Regions from separate parts of the Mus musculus genome. Here region 1 is linked to region 2. A link is a contact called in public Hi-C data. All regions are on one chromosome and are shown on one strand. Each heading gives the region's core, a stretch centred on a gene start, on an enhancer-like site or on the middle of the called end of the contact. The rest is flanking DNA. Distances are from core to core; before and after follow the strand shown.

Region 1 (7,147 bases), core at 865-3,364, 140 kb before region 2:
TCCTCTCCTCTTTTTTTCTTTTTTTTCCGAGACAGGGTTTCTTTGTATAGTCCTGGCTGTCCTGGAACTCACTTTGTAGACCAGGCTGGCCTTGAACTCAGAAATCTGCCTGCCTCTGCTTCCTAAGTGCTGGGATCAAAGGCGTGCGCCACCACGCCCGGCTGTGTTTGTGTTTCTTATTTCTCTGTTAGCTATAAAAAACTTTATCAAACTGTTACCATGAGATATGGAGCTTGGGGTGACCTAAGTCTGGGTTCTTGGGTCAGGCTGTACATATTTGTCTCCAGAATAAATTCCTCTCATCTTTGAGGTAAGGTGTGTGTGTGTGTGTGTGTGTGTGTGTGCATGTGTGCATTCTCGGGGGGTATCTCTCTAGTATGTATCCCTGGCTGTTCTGGAACTCTATGTAGACCAGGCTGGCCTGGAACTCAGAAATCTACCTCCCTCTGTCTTCCAAGAGCTGAGATTGATAGTGTGCCCATTATGCCCACTTTCTTTTTTGTTTGTTTGGTTTTGGTTTTTCAGGACAGAGTTTCTCTGTGTAGCCCTGGCTGTCCTGGAACTTGCTTTGTAGACCAGGCTAGCCTTGAACTCCCACAGAGATCCATCTGCGTCTGCCTTCCCAGTGCTGGGGTCAAAGATGTGTGCACCACGGCTGGCTCAGCGTTTCTTTCTTTTCTTTCTTTCTTTCTTTCTTTTTTTTTTTTTAATTATTTCATTTTTTCTCACACAATATATTTTTGATCGTTTCCCCTCTTCCAACTCCTACTAGCTTCTCCTTATCTTCTTACTCACCCAACTTGATGTTCTTTTTTTCTACACACACACACACACACACACACACACACACACACACACAAGCAATTGAAAATCAAAAGAAACAAAAATACAATATATATCAAAATTTTAAAAAATCCACACACATACACACACACTACAACCAACCACTCCTGGACATGGGAGCTGCCCCGAAGTGTACTTGGCAATACCCAGTGAGTCTCCATGGGACAGAACTGACTTTCCCTTTGCCAGTGGGCATCCATTGCAAACAGCCTCTCCGTAAGAGGTGGAAAAATTCTAAGAGCTGGAGGTGATGGACAGACACCTCCAAGGAACACAGTGAGACCAATGCACATGTGATTTCACGAGACTGAGGCAGCAGGCACAGGGCCTCCACGGACTCAAGTCATGTCCCCAAAGCACTGGGGACAGAGCAGGGTGGGTTTCACCTCCAACCAGAGCTTTGTTGTGCATTGACCCTGTTAGAGCAGAATGTACAATCAGGTGACATTGAGCTATCAGTAAGGTAAGAAAGCTAAAATGAAGGCTGGAGAGATGGCTCAGGGGTTAAGAGCACTGACTGCTTTTCCAGAGGTCCTGAGTTCAATTCCCAGCAACCACATGGTGGCCCACAACCATTTGTAAGATCTGATCTCTTCCAGTGTGTCTGAAGACAACTACAGTATACTTACATAAAACAATGAATAAATCTAAAAGAAAGAAAGAAAGAGAGAAGGAAAGAAAGAAAGAGAGGAAGAAAGGAAGAAAGAAAGAAAACTAAAGCGAGCTGGACATGCCCATAATCCTGGCTCACGGGAAGATTGCAGCAAGGGCTACACGGTACCAGGTCAGCCAGGACCCAGCCAGGACTAGAGAGCAAGGTTCCATCTCAAAAGTAAAAAGAACTGATCATCCTGCCTCTACCTCCCAAGTGACTCGGTTACAACCGTGGGCTGCCACACATGATCGAGCAAGCCAACTATATCTTGACCCTTAAACTTTATTTTATTTTTTTAATTTTCAGAAGCTAAGTTCTCCAGGTAGCCCTTGATTTATGATCCTCCTGCCTAACACTTCCTGGGTGCTGGGATCACAGACATGCACCACCAAGCGCATTATGGGGTGCTAGGACCAAGTCCGGAACTTTCTACAGGCTAGGCAAGCAAGCCGCTAATTTCTTGATAAAGGGAAGTCAAACACACACACACACACACACACACACACACACACACACACACACACACACACACACGCCGGCCAGAGAGAGGAAGTCCCAGTTCCTGCCCGCATCTCACGCTGACTTGCTGTGCCCAGGAGTAGCATCACCTTGGGGCCTCCCCACTTCTCTACCTCTCATTGGCTCAGAGACTCAACGGCCCTCCCCTCCCCGGGGCTTGAATGTTCCTGTGAATCTCTTCATGTGCCCCGGAAACCCACAGAGCTTCTTCCAATCTGTTAAAGGAAGGATTCTGCAAGGACTAGGATCGAGGCACTTCTATGACCAGCCAGCAGAGATTCCATGCTCAGTATGTGGCCTAGGCTAAAGCACACCAAGTTACACTCAGACATTTTGGGCTAACCTCTGGTGTTTAGTGAGCACTCACTATAGCCTGGAGCCCCTTTGCTCAGATGTCCGCTTTGTAGTCCTCATCAGAGGTCAGAACAGTTAGAACCTCTCCAGGTGAAATCTCGAAGTTGCCAACAGGGTCCAGGAAACCCTGGGTCTTAACTGCTGTGTCTGAGCATCTGCTGTAAAAGTAAAGATGGCGCGTGGAGCAGAAGAAATCAAGGCTCTGCCGATCGCGAGGGGGGTTGACAGAGGCTGTGTGGGCCTCTTCTGCCTCTACCGGCCTCCCAGGAAATGGGAGAGGATTTCAATCAGACAGCGGACGGGCTGGTCCACGTGCGTCCCCCACCCCACCCCCGCTACCCCCACCACGTGGAGAAGTTCAAGTGGTCGGACCTGGTTCTTCCCTCTGCCTTCACACTGCTGTCTTCTTTGGAGTCCTGTGTCGTCAGTCCACCATATCCCTCGGCCCCACCCCCTCTTGGAGAGAAACTTCTGCCAGGGCGCACCTGTAGGGTGAGTGCGTGGGTGTGAGAGGTGGACGAGGAAGGGAGGTTTCTAGAGGAAATATTTCACAGAGAGAGAGAGAGAGAGAGAGAGAGAGAGAGAGAGAGAGAGAGAGAGAGAGAGAGAGAGAGAATGTGCGTGTGTGTGTGTGTGTGTGTGTGTGTGTGTGTGTGTGTGTGTGTGTGTGTGTGTAAGCACTACTCCTTTAGTGACCTAAAGGAAACCAGCGTGTGGTTATGCTGATAATGCCCAGCAGCGAAACCTCAGAGGATTGAATGGCAAGCCCTGGTTGGTTCCTGCAGACCCAGGCAGGATGCCTGAGTTCTCTCTTGAGGGCAATGGGGCACTATGGGAGAGTTTGGAGGGAAACGTGCGAATGCAATTTCCTGACATCCGATTTTGCTGTAATAAACACCGGCTTGATTGCCATGGCCTGTCCAGCCTGCTTTCTTCTATTTGTCTTTCTCTCTCTCTTACTTTCTTTCAGTTTTATTTCTTTTCTTTTCTTTCTTTCTTTCTTTCTTTCTTTCTTTTTTTTTTTTTTTTTTTTTGAGCCAGGGACACACTAGGCAAGTACCCCACCAGCTGAGCCACACCCCCAAGCCCAGGATTTGGATTTTATTCTGAATAAAGCTGAAGAGGAGTCACGGGGGTGAGGGGGTGGGGATGGGGGTGGGAGTGGGGGGGGGGGCCAGCACACTGAAGTCTTAGCAATCAGGGTAGGAGGCTGAGGCCCAGGGACTGTCTTCCCAGACAAGCAACGGCCATCTTAGACATCTTAGACAGCCCAGCTGTGCCTGCTTGCAAAGGATGTCCCATCTGGGCTGGTTGGCAGTTTGTGTCCTCTCATGGAAGTTTAGGAAGGGTCATGACAGCCACACTTAAAGTTCCCAGCCACTCCCTGCTACCTGCTGACAGCTCTGGACTAATTGCACATGGCCTCTCTGAAGGGCTGGAGTATATAGCCACAGAAGATGAAAGCTTAGGCCCACTGGGTTTAGGTGTGGCCTATTGTGTTTTTTTTTTTTCTTTTAAGGATTTATTTATTTTACTTATATGAATACACTGTAGCTGTCTTCAGACACACCGGAAGAGGGCTTCAGATCCCATTACAGATGGTTATGAGCCACCATGTGATTGCTAGGAATTGAACTCAGGACCTCTGGAAGAGCAGTCAGTGCTCTCAACAACTGAGCCATCTCTCTAGCCCTCACTTAAGCTCTTTAAGGAACCCCAATAATCACATTGGTCCCAGGGTGAACTTGGTGGCATTGTGCCTCGCTTTGCTGCTAGGACCTTAGGAGAAGAAGCCAGTGTTGACTCTCCCCCCCTGGGAAGGGATTTAAACAAGCCTGACGGAACTAATTACACCCCCTGATTCTAGCGCTGCAGAGGCACAGAGAGGACGATCCTTGGGGCTCACCAGCCTAATCAGGGAGCCTCAAATCCCAGTGAGACCAGAGAGAGAGACCCTGCCTCAAAATCAATAAATTAATTAAAAAAGCACATCTGCATTAAACCCTCCTCACAGAAATGTGTTGTGCACATGACTGCAAGGGTCACTGAGTAGACTGAGGGAGTATGCATGGTGAGCTTGCTGCTGTGCCTGGCACGGTAAGTATTAGCCCAATCCGTAGTAGGTGTCGTTGTTGCTATTTTACTGTCCTTTTTATTTATTTATTTATTTTCATTTCCTGTCCATTGGTGCTTTGCCTGCATGCACGTTTCTGCGTCTATGCAAGAGTGTTGGATCACCTGGAACTGGAGTTGCAGACAGGTGTGAGCTGTCATGTCGGTGTGGGACTAGAACCCAGGACCTCTGGAAGAGCAGCCAATGCTGTAACCACTGGCCACCTCTCCAGCCCGTGTTGTGCAGTTTGTTTGCCTTTTTGTTTGTTTGTTTGTTGTTGTTGTTGTTGTTTGCCAGCTTCTTTCTTGCCTTCTGGTGCTGAGAAGGCCCTTAGCACATTAAACACCTGTTTGACCACAGCCGTTCTGACCATTGACCCTGTTGTTTCATAAATAAATGTAGGGCCGGATCTACACTGGGGAAGCAGAGCTGTGTTGTTAAAACACAGCTTTATGCTGTGTAGTGGTGTAATGGCTGAGGTAGAAATGTTATGGTGAATGCAAGGTCAGTCAGTCTGAGCTACATGGTGCATTTCAAGCCGGTCTTAATAAGAGAGTAAGGATCTGTCTGTCTCAAATCTAAACAAGAGAGTTGGAGAGATGCCTCAGCAGGTAAGAGTACTTGCCCTTCTTTTTTTTTTTTTTTTTAAGATTTATTTATTTATTATATGTAAGTACATTGTAGCTGTCTTCAGACACTCCAGAAGAGGGAGTCAGATCTCGTTATGGATGGTTGTGAGCCACCATGTGGTTGCTGGGATTTGAACTCTGGACCTTCGGAAGAGCAGTCGGGTGCTCTAACCCACTGAGCCATCTCACCAGCCCAGTACTTGCCCTTCTTACAGAGGACCTGGGCTCAGTTCCCAGGGCCTGCATGGTGGATCACAACCATCAGTAACTCTAGTGTCCATGGATCTGTCTCCCTCTTCTGGCCTCCACAGGAACTGCACACAGGTGGTGCACATACATACATGCAGGCCTTAGGTACTTACACACATATGAAATTCAGATATGAAATTCAGATCCAGTAACATGGTGTGGGGCTGTGATCCCAGCACATGGAAGGTAGAGGTTGGAAGGTCAGAAATTCAGGGTCAGGGCTGGTGAGATGGCTCAGTGGGTAAAGGAGCTTGCCACCAAGCCTGAGGACCCATGTTCAATCTCCTACATGCTGGAAGGAGAGAACCTGATCTCACAAGTTGTCCTCTGACTTCCACACACATGCCATGGCATGCACAAACCCTTCACCACACACAAATAAAATAAAAATAATAAAAGCCAGAACCAGTCTTAGCTATGTAGCAAATTTGTGGCCAGCCTGGGCTACATCAAAGCAACAACTAAAATAATATGAAATGAAACAGGGAAGCAACTTTGTAACAGGCCAGAGTGTAGGTTGCCAGAGTTCTGAGGCTCACACTGCAAGTCCACACAGCCACCTATAGTGGTTCTGGAGGACTCCAGAAATTATAGAGATGAGCTGTGGATAATGCTTATGTGCCCCCTGAGCTGCAGAGAACACTAGTGCCCCATCTTCCTAAAGATGGCTGTGTGGTGGGAGAACAGAATGAGCAGCTGTGCGAGGAGGGCTGGCCGCTGCACACATCACTGCAAACTGAAGAAGCCTTCCCCATCACTCAGGAGGTCTGAACTTGGTTGGAGTGTGTTGAGGTCAAAGCTCAGTTCCTGGTACAACTTGTGAATAATAAAATGGAATAGGTTCCTCATGCTGTTTCTCAGGGTGTTGTGGAAGGTGCAGCTTCCTGTCTCTTGAGTGTAGGTAGCAAAAGGTGGGGAGGGAGAACTGATTTGACCAGAGAGATGTGAGTCAGCGGGAAGCAGAATTCAGAAACATGGGGGATTCAGAATCTGTCTACGATGGGGGGGGTGGGGGTGGGGGATGAGAAAGCAGAGCCAGGTGTGGAGGCTCGAACCTGTAATCCTAGCACTTGAGAGGCTGAGGCAGGAGGAGCGCCATGAGCTTGCGGCCACTTTGAATTAGTGTAAATCCTGTCAGAGAGACAGACCAGGGAAGGAGGAAAAAAATAAGGAGGGGATGAAGGGAGGGAGGGAGGGAGGGAGGGAGGGAGGGAGGGAGGGAGGGAGGGAGAGAAGAGCCAGGCTTCTTTCAGAGAAGGACAAAGGGTAATGGAGTGGTCCTTGAATGAGGCAACCATACAAAACCCTCTTCTTCATGGAAGCCAGGCTCTGACTCCACTGTCCGAGAAGAGTGCAGTAGGAACAACCCAAAGGCATATGCACGTCCCCTCCCAGACCCAGAATGCCAGAAGGGCTGTGGCGCTTGGACTTCAGCTGGCAGTGCTGTGGCTCCCTAGGCTGCTCCCCAAAGCCATTCAGGGCGTGCCTCAGTGTGGCCCCTGCTGTGCTCAGAAAAACTCTTGAGGTATGGTGGCCTCTACCTAGAGTTTAAACAACACCCTGGGGCAGAACCTGCTGCGGAACCAAAGCCTTCATCTGAGAGGCTTGGCGTGGGCTCTCTGAGCCCACAGTTAGCCTGCAGTCACCAGCCACCATAGTGTTGTTCTAGCCTGGGGCTCACAGGCCCAGGACTGTGGCTCCTGAGAGCTGTGCACAAGCTGTGGTTAGCAAGGCCAGGGGTTGGGCTGCTAGGCTTCAGGTGTCAAACTGTTGCCCAGGACTACA
Region 2 (7,372 bases), core at 1,620-4,119:
TCAGACAGCACCAGAAGAGGGCATCAGATCTCATTACAGGTGGTTGTGAGCCACCATGTGGTTGCTGGGATTTGAACTCAAGACCTTCAGAAGAGCAGTCGGTGCTCTTAACTGCTGAGCCATCTCTCCAGCCCAAACCTAGGGCTTTACGAATGCTTGGCAAGCCTTCTCCGTACTGAGCCAGGCCCACTCAGCTGCCTGCCATATGCTTTTTCTAATAGGCAGTGAAGGGGGTGAAGAGGGGCAGGGTGGGGCGGGACAACACCTTGGAATAGCTTTAGAAGAGCCTGTGTTAGTGGCAGAGAGGAATCCCCAGAGGCCTGTGGGTGCACGCTGGAGGAAGACTGGGCTAAGTAAGTTTAAAAGGGAGATTCAGCTCTCTAACCAGCTGAGGAGAACTGAGCCCTGTTCCATCTCCCAGCAAATTCTCCCAGGGCCCTTTCTTGCTGTGCTCTGAATTGAACTTTGCACAGAAAGGTTGGGCAGCCTACCAATGTTGCGCAGTCGATCAAGCCAGCCTCTGAGTCGGTCATTCCAGAACTCTGGACTGCTGGGCCTTCATTCTTGACCCTCTCAGCAACTCTGGGTTTGTTTACATTTATTTATTTATTTATTTATTTATTTCGTGCACAGTTTATTCCTGCGATGTGTATTCTTTAAGCACCTATTACGTTCCAGACATAGTTTTCAGTCTGAGTGAACACTAGGTCTCCTGCTCTCTTGGAACAGAGCCACTCAATGAGGACACCACTGTCAAGCCAGGGTTGCCTTAGAGGCCCTGACAGCCCTTACTGACTCCCTCCCCTGGTTCACAAAGGCTGTGGCAGAGCTGGCCCTGGGGCCTATAAGTGAGACCCCTGCCTGGTGGGAGACACTAGGAGAGAGAGCAGAGGGACATTTTGGTCTGTGGAAAACAGGATGAAGGGCTAAGTCTCAGTGCCTTCCTTCCCCAACTCCTGGTCTGGCAGGGCCTCAAAAGAGTGAGAGTGTCAATTAGCCTTGGGAGACCGCAGGCTCTGAAATAGAGCCTCCCTAGGCCCTGCTGTCCGCAGGCTGAATCATCCTGGAATGTGGCCTGTGCCCGCCCGCCAGGATTGGCTTGGGGTCCAGTGCAGGCAGGGGAGCCGCCAGCCAGCCAGCCAGCGAGGCAGGTCCCCGGCTCCAGCTTCCTGTCTTTGTCTGCACCTCCTTGGGCTTCTCTGTGGGAGAGGGGCATGGCTAGAAATAACACCTGATTAGCGCCTGTGTTCCCAAAGATGGCCCAGGGACAGATCCTGCACATTGGCAGGCTGCTGTCATCTCTCTGTGACTCTATTTCCACATCTGTAAAGTTGGGGGGACAGATGCTCAGAAGGGGTGATCATATGGGCTCTAGATGGAAACCTAGCATGCCTGCAGGGAACCTCTGGGCAAGGGCTTCAGTCTCTCCATGCCTCAGTTTTCTCCTCTATAAAATGGATCTTGTGGGAAGAGCTGTTCCTCGAGGGGAGGAGCCACTGAACTCTGACCTCTGTCCATCAGTGGCTACCACCCAGCAAGGCAACAATGGCCTATGGTGGTAATTCAAGTGCAGCCGTGGCTCAGTAAATGGCACTTAGAAGACTTCTGGGTCCTTCTCCCAGGTGCTCCTGTCCTGGCTGCCAGGTGCTCTCAGATCTCCCTTTCAGCCTCCTTAGAACGACAGAGGTCCTCATGAGCTCTTCCCATTTCACAGACCAGCACACTGAAGCAAACAACAGTTAAGTCACAAGCTAGCAAGAAGTACAACTGGAATTTGAAGCCAGGAAGTGTGGTGTTCAAGTTTGGGTGGCAACCCCTGGCCTTCATGCCTCCCTTGCACAACCCATTGCTCTGGGCTGGTAAGGGCAGATGCACACTGGCTACTGGGCTGTTCCATTGGATGCCAGAAGAGCCTTCCAGCCCAGGGCTTCAAAGGAAGGAAGACAATTCTCAGAAGCCACCAGCACTGGAGCTATGCTGGCTTTGTGTATCCTCTCTGGGCCTGGGGAGGCTAGCCTCGTCTTCAGAAGCAGTCTGGTCAGGGAGTGTTAGGGGTCTGGAGGTCGAGGCACTTCCTGTGCCCCCCATATCATCTTCATCTCCTTCAGTCTTCCTCAGTCTCTAGTGAGGCTAGGGACAGCCAGACAGAGGAGCAGAGGGGAAAGGGTGGGGGGGATCCTGAGCTCCCCTGAATTGCTAGATGTGACCAAAGCCCCTCATTCTGGAATTGGGGGAGCTGATGGCAGGCCTTTCCCCTTGGACAGTCACTGTTCCTGAACCCAGACATCTTGCCTCTCTCTCTGTATTGCTCTCCTATGTAAAAAACAGTCCGGGCACTGAGAGACTCCTGCTTCAACCCTTCCACGGGGTCTTCACTGTATCTGTCAGAGAAGCCAGACTCTCCTTGACCTTCAGGCTCTCATGGTTTTCAAGGTTATCTCTGTCATCCTCACTTAAGTGTCATCTATGCATTCTCTTCCTGGGCCACACCAGTTGCGGTATTCTTGGGGACCCCATCAGCACGCTGCCACCCGGGACACTTGCACTTGCGGCTCCTTCTGCCTGCAGGTTCCTCTCCCTCCCTCCAGAGTCTTCCCGCCCCTTCCGGCCCCGCCCCCAGACGGCTCCTTTATCCTGTCCGTTTCTGTCCTACTCCCTGTTCTGTTCTTTGTCTTTAGTGAGACTCACTCCAAGTACCTTAAACGTCACCGTTTAAAGCTGCAACTCAGGGGTTTTAGTCCAGTCTCGAGGTTGAGCAGCCGTCACCCCTAATTCCAGAACGTTTTCTCCTGAACAGAAATCCTACGTCTGTTGGCAGCTACTCTCTCTCCTTGTTCCCCAGGCAACCACTAAGCTCAGCCTAGCTCTGTGTATCTCCTGGCTCTCTGGTCTGGGTTCTCCTTAGCACCGTGTCTTAAGGTCCAACACTACTTCTTTCTTCAAGGCTGAGTACTAGTCTGCAGCATAGATATACCACAGTTAGTCTGTGTCACCATCAGTCAGTGGACTCAGGGCTGTTTCTGTTCCATGTAATAGTGTGAGAAACAGTGTGTCTGCTTATGCAGGAACCTGATTCTATTTCTAGGGGTCAAACCACTTCATACTGCAGTATGTGTAACCACTAGGGAACTGCCAGGCTGGCGTCTAAGGCAGCGACATTTGTGTACATCTGTGTGGTCCAGTTCCTTCACATCCTTGCAAACTCTTATTTTTCCTTTAACTTAAAGAAAAACAAAAACAAAGCAAGATAGTACTACAGCTATTAGAATGGGTACAAAATAGTAGCCATTGTTTTTCCCTGAGTGTGTTTTCCTGGTAACCAGGAAAATGCCCACTGGTCATTATGGCATCTTCTTTGGGGAACATTCCGTTCAAATCCTTTGAACATTTAATAATTAATTGCATGTTATTTTTTTGAAACAGTCTTCATCAAAGCTGGTCTCAAACTCATGGTTCTCCTGCCTCAGCCTCCCAAGTACTGAGATTCCAGGCCTGGCCAGCATATATATATATATATATATATATATATATATATATAAAATGTATCTTCAGGGTTGGGGATCAAGTCTACAGCTTCATGAATGGTAGGCAGGCACTGTACCACTGAGCCACATCCCAGCTCTTGTTCATTTGAGACTGTTTTATTCTGTAGCACAGGCTAGCTTCAGACCCATACTCTGTCCTCCTCAGCCTCCCAGGGCGGGGTTCACAGGTGTGCAGGGCCACACCCACCTCATGCATTTTTAAATTGGGAATGTTTGTTCTCTGTGGCCAACTTGTGTCTCTTTCACTCCTGATGGATTTGGGAGCCACTTCCTGATGGATTTGGGGGCCACTTCCTGATGGGTTTGAGGGCCATCTGTCCAGTTCTCTCCTCTGTCTCCAGTATCCAAGGCCCCAGTGTCTGCCTTGTAGTAATGTGTGGTGAGTGAGTGAATGAACTACAGTGAGAGGAAAGATATGACCATTCATTCATTCACTCCCTCACTAAATCACTGTCAGTTATTCATTCATACATTGATCATTCACTCCTCATTCATTCATTCCTTCACTGTCATTTTCAGTTATTCATTCATACATTGGTCACTCATTCACTCGTTCATAAATGCATGCATTCACTCATTCTTTTTGTTTTTTTGTTTTTGTTTTTTGTTTTGTTTTGTTTTGTTTTTTGGTTTTTCAAGACAGGGTTTCTCTGTGTAGCCCTAGCTGTCCTGGAACTCACTCTGTAAACCAGGCTGGCCTCGAACTCAGAAATCCGCCTGCCTCTGCCTCCCAAGTGCTGGGATTAAAGGCGTGCGCCACCACCGCCCGGCTATTCATTCATTCTTTACGTAGTAGACAGGTGTCTGGGGCTTTCTGCATTCCTGTGGTTCTGATGACTCTCAGGCTGAGACAGGGTCTCATAGGGGCTTAGTGACCTCCCAGGGACTTCCTTAGCTCACAGTCCCTCCTGCAGGAGGGGGCAGATGAGATGTAACTTCCCACAGAATCCAAGCACAAGGCTCTGTGGGTCTGTGTGGTAGTTAGTGCAGTAGTTTAAACCATTAGTTGGTCCTGAGCCCACAGAGGTTGGGGTCAGCGTAGGCAGAGTCCATGTGGAAGACAAAGTGTCCCTGTCTGCAGTGGCTGTCCCCTCTATCCTCATAGCCAGCCACAGAGACTGGCCCTTATATTCCTTTCCTGATTGACTCTCATTGCCCAGAGAAGCCCCATCTTCTATAAGGACTAGCTCACTAAGCAGAATGTTTATTTTAAAGGCTGCCCTCCGGGGGCTGGAGAGGTGGCTCGCCTGTTATGATGCTTGTTGCTCTGATAGAGAATCTGGTTTGGTTCCTAGAACCCATATTGGGCTGCTCACAACTGTCTGTAACTCCAGTTCCAGGGACTCAGATACACGCTTCAGACTCTCCAGGCCTTGCACATGTACACACACACACACACACACACACACACACACACAGACACACAGAGAGACAGAGAGAGCAAGGAAGGATCAAACCCACCATGGGCTGTGGTTGGACGTGCCTTTCTTAGGGACCTGCATGTACCTTAGAGTATTGCTTCCTCGAGGACAGTACAGACACTAACCTTTGTTGCAACTGAGGCAGCCTGCTTTCCTGCCCTAGGGCATGGTCTGGCTCTGGCCTCAGAGGGCTCCCAGGTTTGGCTCCATGGAGCAGAGAGACTGTGACAAAGCCTATGTCCTGCCACCCCATCCCTGACACTGCTCTCTTCCTGTGGGCAGGAGGAGGAGTATGAGATGACCCAAGCTCAGACTGGCTCAGAGAACTCTGGGCTCTTCTGCTGGGTGCTGGAAGCTCCCTCCCACAGGGAGTCATTTATGCAGTAGACCCTGCCTGGCCCCCAGCCTCTGCCTCCACCCTCACCCTGGATCCATACAGAGGCTAACATATCTGTATACCTTCCCCCACACCAGTCATTTTCCTCACAGACTTCCCAGGACCCCCACCTCACTCAGAGATAAAGCCACTGTCCTCCTGCCTACACAACCATAGGATCTCACCCACAACCTGGCTCTGGCTACACACACTTGTCCTTATTCTGTTGGCCCATGCCCACTCACTTCTATACTGTCCTTTGAGCCCATAACACCAACCCCAGGGCCTTTGCTCTTGCTCTTCCCTCTTGCTGGGAAGCTCTTCCTTCAGAAGCCATCCGTCCCCTTCCACCTCCAGCTTTCAGCCTACTCTGACTTCCCCATGGCTTCTGCTCTCCGTTCCCTCCCTTGCTTCATCACATGATGCTAAGTGCTGTGGCTTCTGCAGGAGACCTGGTGAGCCTCCGTTGGACCTGGGCAGCATCCCCTGGCTGGGCCATGCCTTGGAGTTTGGGAGAGATGCTGCCAGCTTCCTTACCAGGATGAAGGAAAAGCACGGTGACATATTTACTGTGAGTATCTCTAGGAGGGACAGGGGTAAGTGGCTGCTCATCATTGGGGCCAGCCACTCCTCCAACATCTACCCACATACTGACCCATCCACTTATACCTATCCAGGGGAGGCTGACTGTCCCTCTGTCTGTCCAACTGCGCATACCATGGACCAGTGATCAGCAGAGCTCTGTGCTCTAAGGGTGTGCCCTGGCAAGCACACCCAGGGACGGACATCAGTATTTAAGATGTAATCGGCTTGTCAATTAAGATTAAATACGCTTTCACTCACCCATTTATCCATCTGTCTTTCTGTATATTCACCCAATATGTCTGTCTTTCTATCATCTATCTAGTCTCTTTAAAAAAGCTTTTTTTATCTATCTTTTTTAAGATTAAATTTTATTCATGTATACATGTGTGTATCTGTGTGCACGTGTGTATTTATGACATCTATGCAGGAGCCCAGAGGCTGATGAAAGTGACAGACCCCCTAGAGCTGGCCTTACAGCTGGTTGTGAGACACCATAGAGTGCTGGAAGCTGAACTCAGTTCCTTTGGAAGAGTAGCCAGTGTTCTTCTGAACTGCACTCCAGCCTCTATCTACCTATCAAAGCTCACCCAGCATTCTCCACTCATTCGCCCAGCGCCATCCAGCTTCCATCTCTAGATTCCAATTCCTCTGACATCCCTCCATTCATCTTCCACATCTATCTCCATCTACCACAGCCCAGCCAACGCTCACCTTCTCTCCACTCAGCACCTGACTGGTCTGCTCTCTGCACATCTACTTCTGTATTTATCCACCTACCCACCTAGTCATCCACTCATCTCCCCACTCACTCACCCACCTCCCAACCAACCAATCATCTACCCTCCCACCCATCCACCCACCCATCCACCCACTTACCCACCCAGTCATCCACTCACTACTAACCCATCACCCATCCATCTACTTATCCACCCACCTACCTACCCATCCACCCACCCATCTACCCATTCACCCACCTATCCATCCATACATTCACCTACCCACCCACACATGCACCCACCCATCAACCCATAGACACACCTACCCACGCACCCACCCATACATCTCCCTACTCACCTACTCTCTCATCCATCACCCATCTATGTCTTCAGGACTGTTCAATCACACCTTGTTCTTGAGTGCTTCCAGCTCCTGGGCCTCCAGTGTTCACGCTTCAGGCTGTTGTTTGGTCTACTTAGCATCTTGTCACCCATGTCCCCAACATTTTAACCTGCAGCCACGTATCTAACAGATCTGTCAATGTGTCCTTCTGTTCCCCACCTGACACTCTCCACCTAACACCTCCCTTCCCTTCCTTCCTTCCTCTTGCCTACCTATTTTCCACCTAGCTACCCAGCCATCTTTCCTTCAGTTTATGTCTTCTTCCTCCATCTTTATCCATGCACCCAACTCATTTACGGTCAGTGCTGGCATTTACCCGTCCACCT

Evidence for each region. Hi-C and Micro-C count contacts between places; a contact is called where the count stands out from the background.
Region 1: a Hi-C map of embryonic stem cells shows a contact between it and region 2, with 2.3 times the contacts expected there. The contact joins two enhancer-like sites. A contact is called at or near these places in 8 of 39 promoter capture datasets (the 3T3-L1 cell line, 3T3-L1-derived adipocytes, cranial neural crest and 5 more), 6 of 484 Hi-C or Micro-C datasets (adipose-derived mesenchymal stem cells, cerebellum, cortical neurons and 2 more) and 2 of 115 datasets of contacts at active chromatin or transcription factors (the 230-238 cell line and embryonic stem cells).

Annotation. Positions count from the first base shown.
Region 1 is chr2:167,363,523-167,370,669 of GRCm38.p6, reverse strand. No RefSeq gene overlaps it. Among named protein-coding and RNA genes, the nearest start is that of B4galt5, 18 kb to the right of the region's middle. Within about 2 kb of position 2,114, at least 123 of the 459 cell types and tissues checked have an H3K27ac peak or open chromatin away from gene starts, as enhancers often do. A contact at or near this core is called in the 230-238 cell line and embryonic stem cells, where this site is marked.
Region 2 is chr2:167,226,003-167,233,374 of GRCm38.p6, reverse strand. It overlaps Ptgis (prostaglandin I2 (prostacyclin) synthase), which reads left to right. Exons shown (of 10, transcript NM_008968.4): 2 at 5,790-5,913. Among named protein-coding and RNA genes, the nearest start is that of Gm52569, 8.3 kb to the right of the region's middle. Within about 2 kb of position 2,869, at least 44 of the 459 cell types and tissues checked have an H3K27ac peak or open chromatin away from gene starts, as enhancers often do. A contact at or near this core is called in the 230-238 cell line and embryonic stem cells, where this site is marked.